Regions from separate parts of the Mus musculus genome. Here region 2 is linked to region 1. The links are chromatin contacts, called in public HiChIP or PLAC-seq maps. All regions are on one chromosome and are shown on one strand. The core of a region is the stretch at or near the end of the contact, and the rest is flanking DNA. Distances in the headings are between cores, read along the strand shown.

What was found. HiChIP or PLAC-seq counts read pairs in DNA pulled down with a chosen protein or histone mark.
Region 2: a CTCF HiChIP or PLAC-seq map of CD8 T cells shows a contact between it and region 1, with 6 read pairs. The contact joins the promoter of Vps11 here to the enhancer-like site in region 1. A contact is called at or near these places in 3 of 39 promoter capture datasets (HPC-7-derived erythroid cells, hematopoietic stem and progenitor cells and hippocampal neurons), 1 of 15 datasets of contacts at CTCF or cohesin (CD8 T cells), 3 of 484 Hi-C or Micro-C datasets (embryonic stem cells, nephron progenitors and peritoneal macrophages), 10 of 115 datasets of contacts at active chromatin or transcription factors (the 230-238 cell line, the SCID.adh cell line, bone marrow-derived macrophages and 6 more) and 3 of 9 other capture datasets (adipose tissue, liver and pancreatic islet).

Annotation. Positions count from the first base shown.
Region 1 is chr9:44,180,053-44,184,475 of GRCm38.p6, forward strand. The region is part of intron 2 of Cbl (Casitas B-lineage lymphoma); the gene reads right to left. Among named protein-coding and RNA genes, the nearest start is that of Mcam, 48 kb to the left of the region's middle. Within about 2 kb of position 2,424, at least 28 of the 459 cell types and tissues checked have an H3K27ac peak or open chromatin away from gene starts, as enhancers often do. A contact at or near this core is called in CD8 T cells, bone marrow-derived macrophages and pro-B cells, where this site is marked.
Region 2 is chr9:44,359,455-44,363,877 of GRCm38.p6, forward strand. It overlaps Vps11 (VPS11, CORVET/HOPS core subunit), which reads right to left and starts at 2,216. Exons shown (of 16, transcript NM_027889.2): 1 at 1,991-2,216; 2 at 385-533; 3 at 158-293. The coding sequence starts at 2,177.

The sequences.
Region 1 (4,423 bases), core at 1,174-3,673:
ATAAATAAGGTGGCCCTCCAGGTGCCAATGATGGCTCTCGAAAGTCCTGATTGCGTTCCCCCTCCCCCCAAGAAAATGATCAAAGCACGGATGGCAAAGATCCATGAGACCACCATGTAGGCTGTCCCTTGTGTGTCATGCCTCCGGACTGATAGCTCTTTGAGGGCTGGTAGTCAATGACAGGTAAGATCCTGGAAGACAGGACAACCCAAGACATACATAGTCCAGAATATTGGGAATCCTCTGTGGTAGGGTCAACAATGTCAAGGCAATGGCACCCCAGTTCCTACTAGGCTGTCAAAACCTAAAAACAAAAGGGTGGACATGTAGCAGGAACGGTAGGGCCACCTCTGTGTAAACGCTGGGGGGTGGGTGGGGGGGCGAGACAGCCTCAAAAGCATCTCCTGCAGAAGGACCTAACTAAGGACTGCCTGAGAGACCAAGGATTGCTGGTACAGATAATGTCAGACAATCAGGAACTGCTGTTTAGAAGAAATGCTTTCTTGGGACCAATGGGGGCGTGGGTAAAGGGTGCTAAAGGAGCTTGTAGCAGTGTTCAGGGAGCTTGGAGGACACTCACCCCAAAAGAGATCTCACATGGTGCTCAAAGTACCTCCTGCCAGCTGCTTAAGCTTGCTCATAAGTACAAGCCAGAGACAAAATAGGAGAAGAAGCAAAGGCTACTGTGCCTGTGGTAAGAAGAAAGCTGCTGGCAAGGGGGACACCCCAACTAAGAGACTGAGCAGGGGTCAATATAGTCACCACTTTGGTGGGGAAGAAGAATGCTCAGCTGATAGTAACTCCCCACAACACAGAGCCCATTGAGCTGGCGGTTTTCCTGCCTGCCCTGTGTTGAAAGGTGGGGGTCTCTTACTGAATCATCAAGGGAAAGGCCAGGCTGGGTGACTGGACCACAGGAAGATGTGCACTACTGTTGCCCTCATACAGGTTAACTTGGAAGACAATAGTAAAAGCTATTAGGTCTAATTACAACGACAGATGATGAGATCCGCCGCTACTAAGGAGGCAATATCCTGGGTCCTAAGTCTGTGGCTCCCATTGCCAAGCTGGAAAGGGCAAAGGCTAAAAAACTCATCACTAAACTGGGTTAAATATACACTGCTAAGTTTTCTGTATGTAAATATAATTACAAAATTATCTTTAAAAGCAACAAACAAACAAAAAAACAAGAAAAAAGCCTGTGATATTGGAGCCAGAAAAATGACTCTGCAGATGAAGGCACTTGACACCAAACATAATGCTCTGTGCCACACAGTGGAAACACCTCCAAAAGTTGTCCTCTAATCCTTCCACAACAGTTGTCACAAGCATTGCCCCACAACACAAAATAAATAAGTGTAAAAATTTTAAGCTCTTATAATTAGAAGCTTTCCTTAATAAAATATGGGAAGTCTTGAGTATTATAAACATAAATTTAGATATAAAGCTACCTTAACAATAAGGGTAATGGACTTTAAAAGTGAAGTGACCAGTGCCTGGAAGTCCTTCATGCACGGGTACTGTCACAAGTGGTGACTGTAGTTCTTTCGCTGTCAAATTCCAAAACCTTTACATGCAACACTAGTGTCATCCAAGAAGAACATACCGAGAAAACAATCATAACTCAGTAACAACATCCTCTGCTCAGCACACTAACCAACTAAAAATACACACCATGAAACGTCTCTCAACAGGAAGTCAGACGAAATGCTAACTCTTATCTACTGAAGTTGTTCTTTTAAAAGAGAGAGCTTGGAGTCATGGCACACATCTGTTATACCCCAGCACTTGTTAAAATAGGAAGATGTCTACTTCAAAAGCAGCAAGTATGAGCTGTATAGCAAAACCATACCCAAACCCATCCATACACACAGAGAAATACATATGAATATAAAATATGAAAGGGATTTTCAATCAATATATCTAAACATATCAATGACCCCCCCCCATAAGTATATATCATATCAGTTGGGCGTGGTGGTGCACTCCTTTAATCTCAGCACTGAGAGGCAGAGGCAGATGGATCTTTTTGAGTTCCAGGCCAGCCTGGTCAACAGAGTGAGTACTAGGACAGCCAGGGCTACACTGAGAAACCCTGTCTTGAAAAGCAAAACAAAAAAGATATATATAATACCATACTCATGGTCCAATTTATGTGATACCCCCACTGTAAGGTAACAGTAGTAAGGAACCAAGGAGAGAAGGCAGCAGCAGCCTATACGAATCTCCAACAGCCGCTTCACACTTTGTACTCCCACTGAATCAACTGTGTGTATGTATGCACCAGGCAAGTCCTCTACAACTGAGCTAAGGTGCCAGCAGAATTGGTTACTTTTACTTTATGTATATAAATGTTTTGCCTGTATGCATGTGTGTGTGCCATGTACATGCAGTGCCAGAGTAAGCCAGGAGGAGGAGCAGGATCCCTTGGAACTGAAGTAACAGATAGCTGGTAGTCTACATGAGGATTATGGGAACTGAATTTAGTTCCTACCCAAGAGCAGCAAGTGTTCTTAACCACTAAGACATCTCTCCAGTTCCCAAATGAATCTTAAAATACAGATCCTTTATTCCTGTCACGTGTAACTCTGGCCATGAACCAACAAAAAATACCATCATAACCTAATTCACCTTTCTGAACAATACTCAGTGCTCTCCCAAAATACTCTCTACTTTCTAAGCCCCATGCCTTTCATGGTGGCAGTACATCAATAGTACATGTATCTCTTCATAGTCAGCTTTTTCCCTTTTAATGCTAGAGATCTAACTAACCTAGAAGCTTGTACATGAAAAATAATTGCTCTATTACTGAGCCATGCCCTAGTCCTTCCATGAGCTTGTTAGTAAGTGTCAGAACTGATCTATGTGATTCAAGAGCTGGAGAGCTCTACTATGATACATATTTTTCCTTCCAATGACTATCATTATGGAATGTTGCCTGTTCTTCAATGTTCTCAGATCCTACCTCCTCGGGTAGGGGAGAGAAAAGTCACTCATCCAAATTTAATATCTATTCTTCCCTTCTGAACAAACTGTATCATCTTGTTTAGATGTTTCATGGCTCTATCATACCTGCTGTGTGAGAACTGTCTTCCTTCCACCATTTGGAAGACAATTCTTCAGGGGCAGAAACAAAGTGTGTGGCACTTTCTCTGTATCTACATCGTACTTTATCTCTAAATTAGGTTACCCATCTGTAAATGACTTGTTAAAACACTCAACAGTACGGCACAGGCTTTTGGGCAAGTACCCCCAATGAACCAACCAACCCAAGAAATCAGCACCCAACCCTGGACACCATAAGCCACTGTTCTTTTTTTTAATCTGCTGTGGTAGTTTCTTGATCTTTAACTGTTTTTTCATGACAGCTGTTCTCCAGAGCACTAGTCAGTTTTTTTGTACAATGCCTTCAACACATCTGACTCACGTGTTTCTTTTTACAACTAGGATTATGAGTTCATGAAAAAAAGCAGGAATGGGTGCCCTTGACACATGTCACAGTATCTTGCTGGTATCACTCCAATCACTTAATTATAGTAATTTTGACCATGCCTCTTCACTGTGTAGCTATTTTTTCCTAATTCCTTTGCAACAAATTCACTTAAATTTTAAAACAATATTACAATTTGAATTAAAGCATAGGCTAGATTACATAGTATACACCTGTAATCCCAGAATTCAAGAAGCTAGGAGGGGAAATCATGGGCTGCATAGAACGACCCTATCTCAAAAATCAAAGCCACCATTGACACACATTTTGGAGGTTAGTACCTTTGTTTTTTTCAGTGTAGCTAGAAAACATAAAATAACTCAAGAATCATGAACTATGTGTCTCTTAGAGATCAGGACTTGTCTGCAGCTGAAAGCCTATTAGCCCATAGTATCAGTTACCGCTTCTCTGTACCAGCTTCTACTTTTTGTTTTTGGTTTCTTTGTTTTTTAAGACAGGGTTTCTCTGGGTAGCCCTGCTGTCCTGGAACTTAGGATGGCCTTAAACTCGGAGATCCAACCTGCCTCTGCCTCCCACGTGCTGGGATTAAAGCCGTGCACTTTCACTGCCTCCACCTTAAGACTAATTCTATAAACCTCCAGAATCTCCTTTCACAAGGACAAATAAGGAAGCATCTTTTATGGCTACGAATGGCATGCACTTAAACATAAAATAAAAATACAGAGACAAAACCAATCACACTCAATGGGAGACAGTTCTAATAGAATCTAATCAAATATGTAAAAAGTCTATCCAGTTATGATTAATTATTTAACTCCTGAGTACATAGCACATTAAGCATCCATTTCTATTTAAACACATGAGTTCCCTGAACAAGCACACTACTGCTACCAAGTTTTTCTGTCCCCAAAGATTGGGAAAGAATGTGGAATTTTTAGATCATTCTAAAAATCTAGGGGAATGAATCAAAGC
Region 2 (4,423 bases), core at 966-3,465, 180 kb after region 1:
CCCACATGGCAGCTCACAACTGCCTGTAACTCCAGTTCTGGGGAACCTAACACCATCACACAGACATATGTATAAGCAAAACACCAATGTACATAAAATAAAAATAAGTCATTTTTTAAAAAATCTAGGAATGCGTTTTTTCCTCCTTTCAGCATACCAATGGCCATAAAGTTGAGATTCTCATGGACCGTCAAACAAGACACAACAGTTGGCTCTGTCCCTGGGATGGCAGGGAAAATCCGGGTGCAGAGTGGATTGCCACCGTCTCTCTTTTCCAGGTTCCAGATCTTTACCTAGAGACAGACCACAGACATGTGAAAGTTAGTTTCCCTCCAACCAAAAACCATTCCTCGGGCTTCTGGATTTTTCTTTTCTGGGACTTACCAGAGGGTTAATACCCTCTTCATCCTCACCAACCGATGCCAGAATATTGTGCTGCTTCAGCTGATATAAGTGTGTCACCCGTAGTTTGTAGGCCTGGAACCCTGTAAGCTGTAGAGAACGTGGCAAGAACCAGATCTGGCCTTCCATATGTGCAGGGTGGTCAAGGTGCCTCTTTTCCAAGGAGTGACGTGACCCTCCCCCACCTCGTCTACAGCTGCATATTCTATGCATTAATAGTACAAGGAGGAATTAAAATATCTTAGGAGAAGCCAGGGCTGGAGACATAGCACACAACTGACACTTCCTTAGCACACACAAGGCCCTGGGTTAGATATCTAGCACCATATATAACTGGGTGCAGAGGCACATGTTTGTAATCTTAGAACTCCAGAGGTAAAGGTAAGAAGGTTAGAAGTCATCCTTGGCTAAATGGGATCTTGTGTTATAAATTTAAAAAAGAAAGAAGGAAATGAAACACACACATGCACTTGTAATCTTAAGAGAGATTACATTCACATAATTTCAATTACAGGATATTATTATAATTGTCCTGTTTTAGTATTATTGTTGCTAATTTCTTACTGCACCTTATTTAAAAATTAAAAGTATGATCAGTGTGTTGTCACTGACTTAGCAACTTTTAATTTACAATCCTACAAAAGTGACAAGCAGCAGAAATTCTACTTTGAGGGCTGAGGGGCAGAGCATGTAAGAAGAAAGCATAATTGACAAGTTTCCAGAGCTAGTAATATGGGTAAGATACTCCTTTGAGGATAGCCCTTAATCCCAGTGATCTGGAGCCAAGAGATGGGCGTGAGTTCAAGACCAGCCTAGTCTACACATTGAGACCCTGTCCAAGATGTTGAAAAAGATACTCTCTTGTGATGCTGGGCACATTTAGCTCCCGGTCAGCAATGGAATCAGAAGGGAACATTGATATAGTATAGTTATAGTGTACTCTGTTGCTATTTAGACTGGTAGACTAGGCAAGATAAATGCATTTTTGGCTTGTATAACTTTCCATTTATGATGGATCTGCCTGGATGTAAACCTATCTTAAGTTGAGGAATGAGCGTCTCTGAAAGGAAAAAGTAGCCCCTATGTAGTTTGTAACTACCAGTGGCTTGAGACCTCAGCTGGGGTCTGACTGTACATCCCAAGGGCTTCCCCACATAGCTCATAGCTCGTGAACAAAGCAAACAAAGTCCTTATCTATCTACCTCCTCGCCTACAATATTAGACAGGGACTGTAACACCTCACACACACTCACAATCAAACACACACACACACACACACACACACACACACATATTTTAAAGGCAAGTTGCGTCTATTTGCGAGGGGGCCGATCTTAACCTTTGTCAAACTGGCATTAACAACCTTTTTCCAGTAAAGGAACCTGAAGCCGAGAGTTAAATGACTTGCTCAGGACTGCTCAGTTGACAAGTGAGAAAATGAACTTCCTTCTTTCTCCCATCAGCCCACAAAAGACATCTGGGCTCGCGTCTAACTGCGAGCACGCAAAACGCCACTGACAGATTGCATTCGCTGTAGAAACTCGTCCGGCGTGCGCTGAGGAAAGAAACACCTCCGAAAGAAGGATATCTCCAAAGACCAGGCTCCCGCGGCCTGAGTCGCAGACAGTGATGCCAGGAGGGAGGCAAAGGAACTTGGAAGCAGCGGATCCCGACACAGGCGCGGCACCGGGAGCAGCCCCATCATTACCCAGCGGCTCCTTCACCAGCTCCTTCTCGAAGAAAACGAAACGCCGCCACTGCAGGTAGGCCGCCATCTTGCCGAAGGCCCCCGCCTCCGGAAGCGAAATCACGTGAACCGAAAGGCGAGTCATGTGACAGTGGGGAGCATGCGCACAAAAGGCTTGCTGCTCGGGACTGAGAGGTGGGGCGTGCTCCGTAGCTCCTTAATGCTCTTTTGATCTTGTTAGGACTGACAACGTCCTTCAAGAGAGTGGTGGCGCGATTCGAGGTCCGCATGCCCTCCACAGAGAGGCGGTGTCTCAAAACTCAATACTCTGTTCGATGCAGAGAATAATGTTTTGGGAAGCTATCTAATTCATCAGCTTTTTAATTTTGCAAAATAAAGCTGTAATTAAGTGCCACCTTTTTAAAAGTAGTTAATAGACTGCCCGATCAAATCCAAAGCTTTTTAGATGTATAAAACTTTATAGGGGGCTGGAGAGATGGCTCAGTGGTTAAGAGCACCGACTGCTCTTCCAGAGGTCCTGAGTTCAATTCCCAGCAACCACATGGTGGCTCACAACCATCTGTAATGAGATCTGACGCCCTCTTCTGGTGTGTGAGAAGACAGCTATAGTGTACTCATATACATTGGGTAAATAAATATATCTTAAAAAAACAAAACAAGGGCTGGAGAGATGGCTCAGAGGTTAAGAGCACTGACTGCTCTTCCAAAGGTCCCGAGTTCAATTCCCAGCAACCACATGGTGGCTCACAACCATCTGTAATAAGATCTGACGCCCTCTTCTGGTGTGTCTGAAGACAGCTACAGTGTACTTACATATAATAAATAAATTAAAAAAACAAAACAAAACAAAAAAAACTTTATAGGGCTGAAGAGATAGCTCAGCGGTTAAGAGCACTGACTGCTCTTCTGAAAGTCCCGAGTTCAAATCCTAGCAACCACATGGTGGCTCACAACCATCTGTAATGGGATCTGATGCCCTCTTCTGGTGTGTCTGAAGACAGCTACAGTGTACTTAGATATAATACTAAACAAAACTTTATAAGTAAAATTATGCTATCAAGAAGCAACTAGAGCCGGGTGGTGGTGGCGCACGCCTTTAATCCCAGCACTTGGGAGGCAGAGACAGGCAGATTTCTGAGTTCGAGACCAGCCTGGTCTACAGACAGAGTGAGTTCCAGGACAGCCAGGGCTACACAGAGAAACACTGTCTCGAAAAAAACAAAAACAAAAACAAAAACAAAAAAGAAGCAGCTAGATGGACAGTATGTACTTTCTGTGCAGATCTCTATAGAAAATCCACCACTGTATACCAGTCAGAAAGTTTACTCTAACCAAGAAAGTCTTGAGGTTTTTGTTTGTTTGTGGTGACAATGGGGGACAGACAAATCAATAAAATGCTCAGTCACTGATGAGGATTTCACACATTTTGTGAATTCTAGCTTGCTGTGCTTAAGTTTGTTTGTTTGTTTTTAAACCTGTCAGAGATATTTTAGGTCATAAATGGAAGAAAGCAAGTATATGAAACCGGTTTTTCAACTGCTGGAAAAAATTTAAAAAAAGTTTGGTCCTGCCCCCGACACAGTTTGAATCAACCTTGTGTATTATATTCTGTTCTGCTTCAGAGTGTATAACTTCTCATACACCCAATCCATGTTTGCTGAGGTGCAAAATGCAACTCCTAAGACCCTGTTAACCTTCTTATCCTTCCTATAGAGGAAGAGGCAAGCAAAGACCAGGGAGTGGCAGCTTTGAGAGTAGAGTGATTTTAATAAGTCAAGGTCTTCCATAGCTGTCCAACCGGCTCTGTGTAGAAACAGCTCTGTGTCCTGTGTCCTGTTTGTGTGTCAGGGGGAACCATGAAGTTTGTGTCAAAAGAAGCATTGTGAAGAAAGTGACAATGATATCAAGGTGACATCTTGTTCACTGAGACTGATTTAGTGAATTTTGTTATCTAGGCAGATGTCCCTTCTCTCACCACTCTGTGTGTGACTGTGGCCTTCCTGTAGCATGTTCTGTCGAAGACCCTGTCCTTCCAGGACAGAGGAGGACCATTTCTCAGTTCAAACATACAAGTAGCTGACCTCCCCTGCTAGAACCTCCAAACATGCTCTCAACAAGTACTGTGATGCCAGGCAAGTCAGGGATACATAATGAGATCTTGTCTTCAAACAAAATAAGAGAGAATAGCATATGCAAGCATGCCACCTCGTGCTCCTCCTCCTGCCACTGCCACATGGCAGTCTTTCTTCCTCTGATGTCTGCATCCGGCCCTACCTGTACCTATAGGGTCTTATTGATGCGTGACACTAAGGC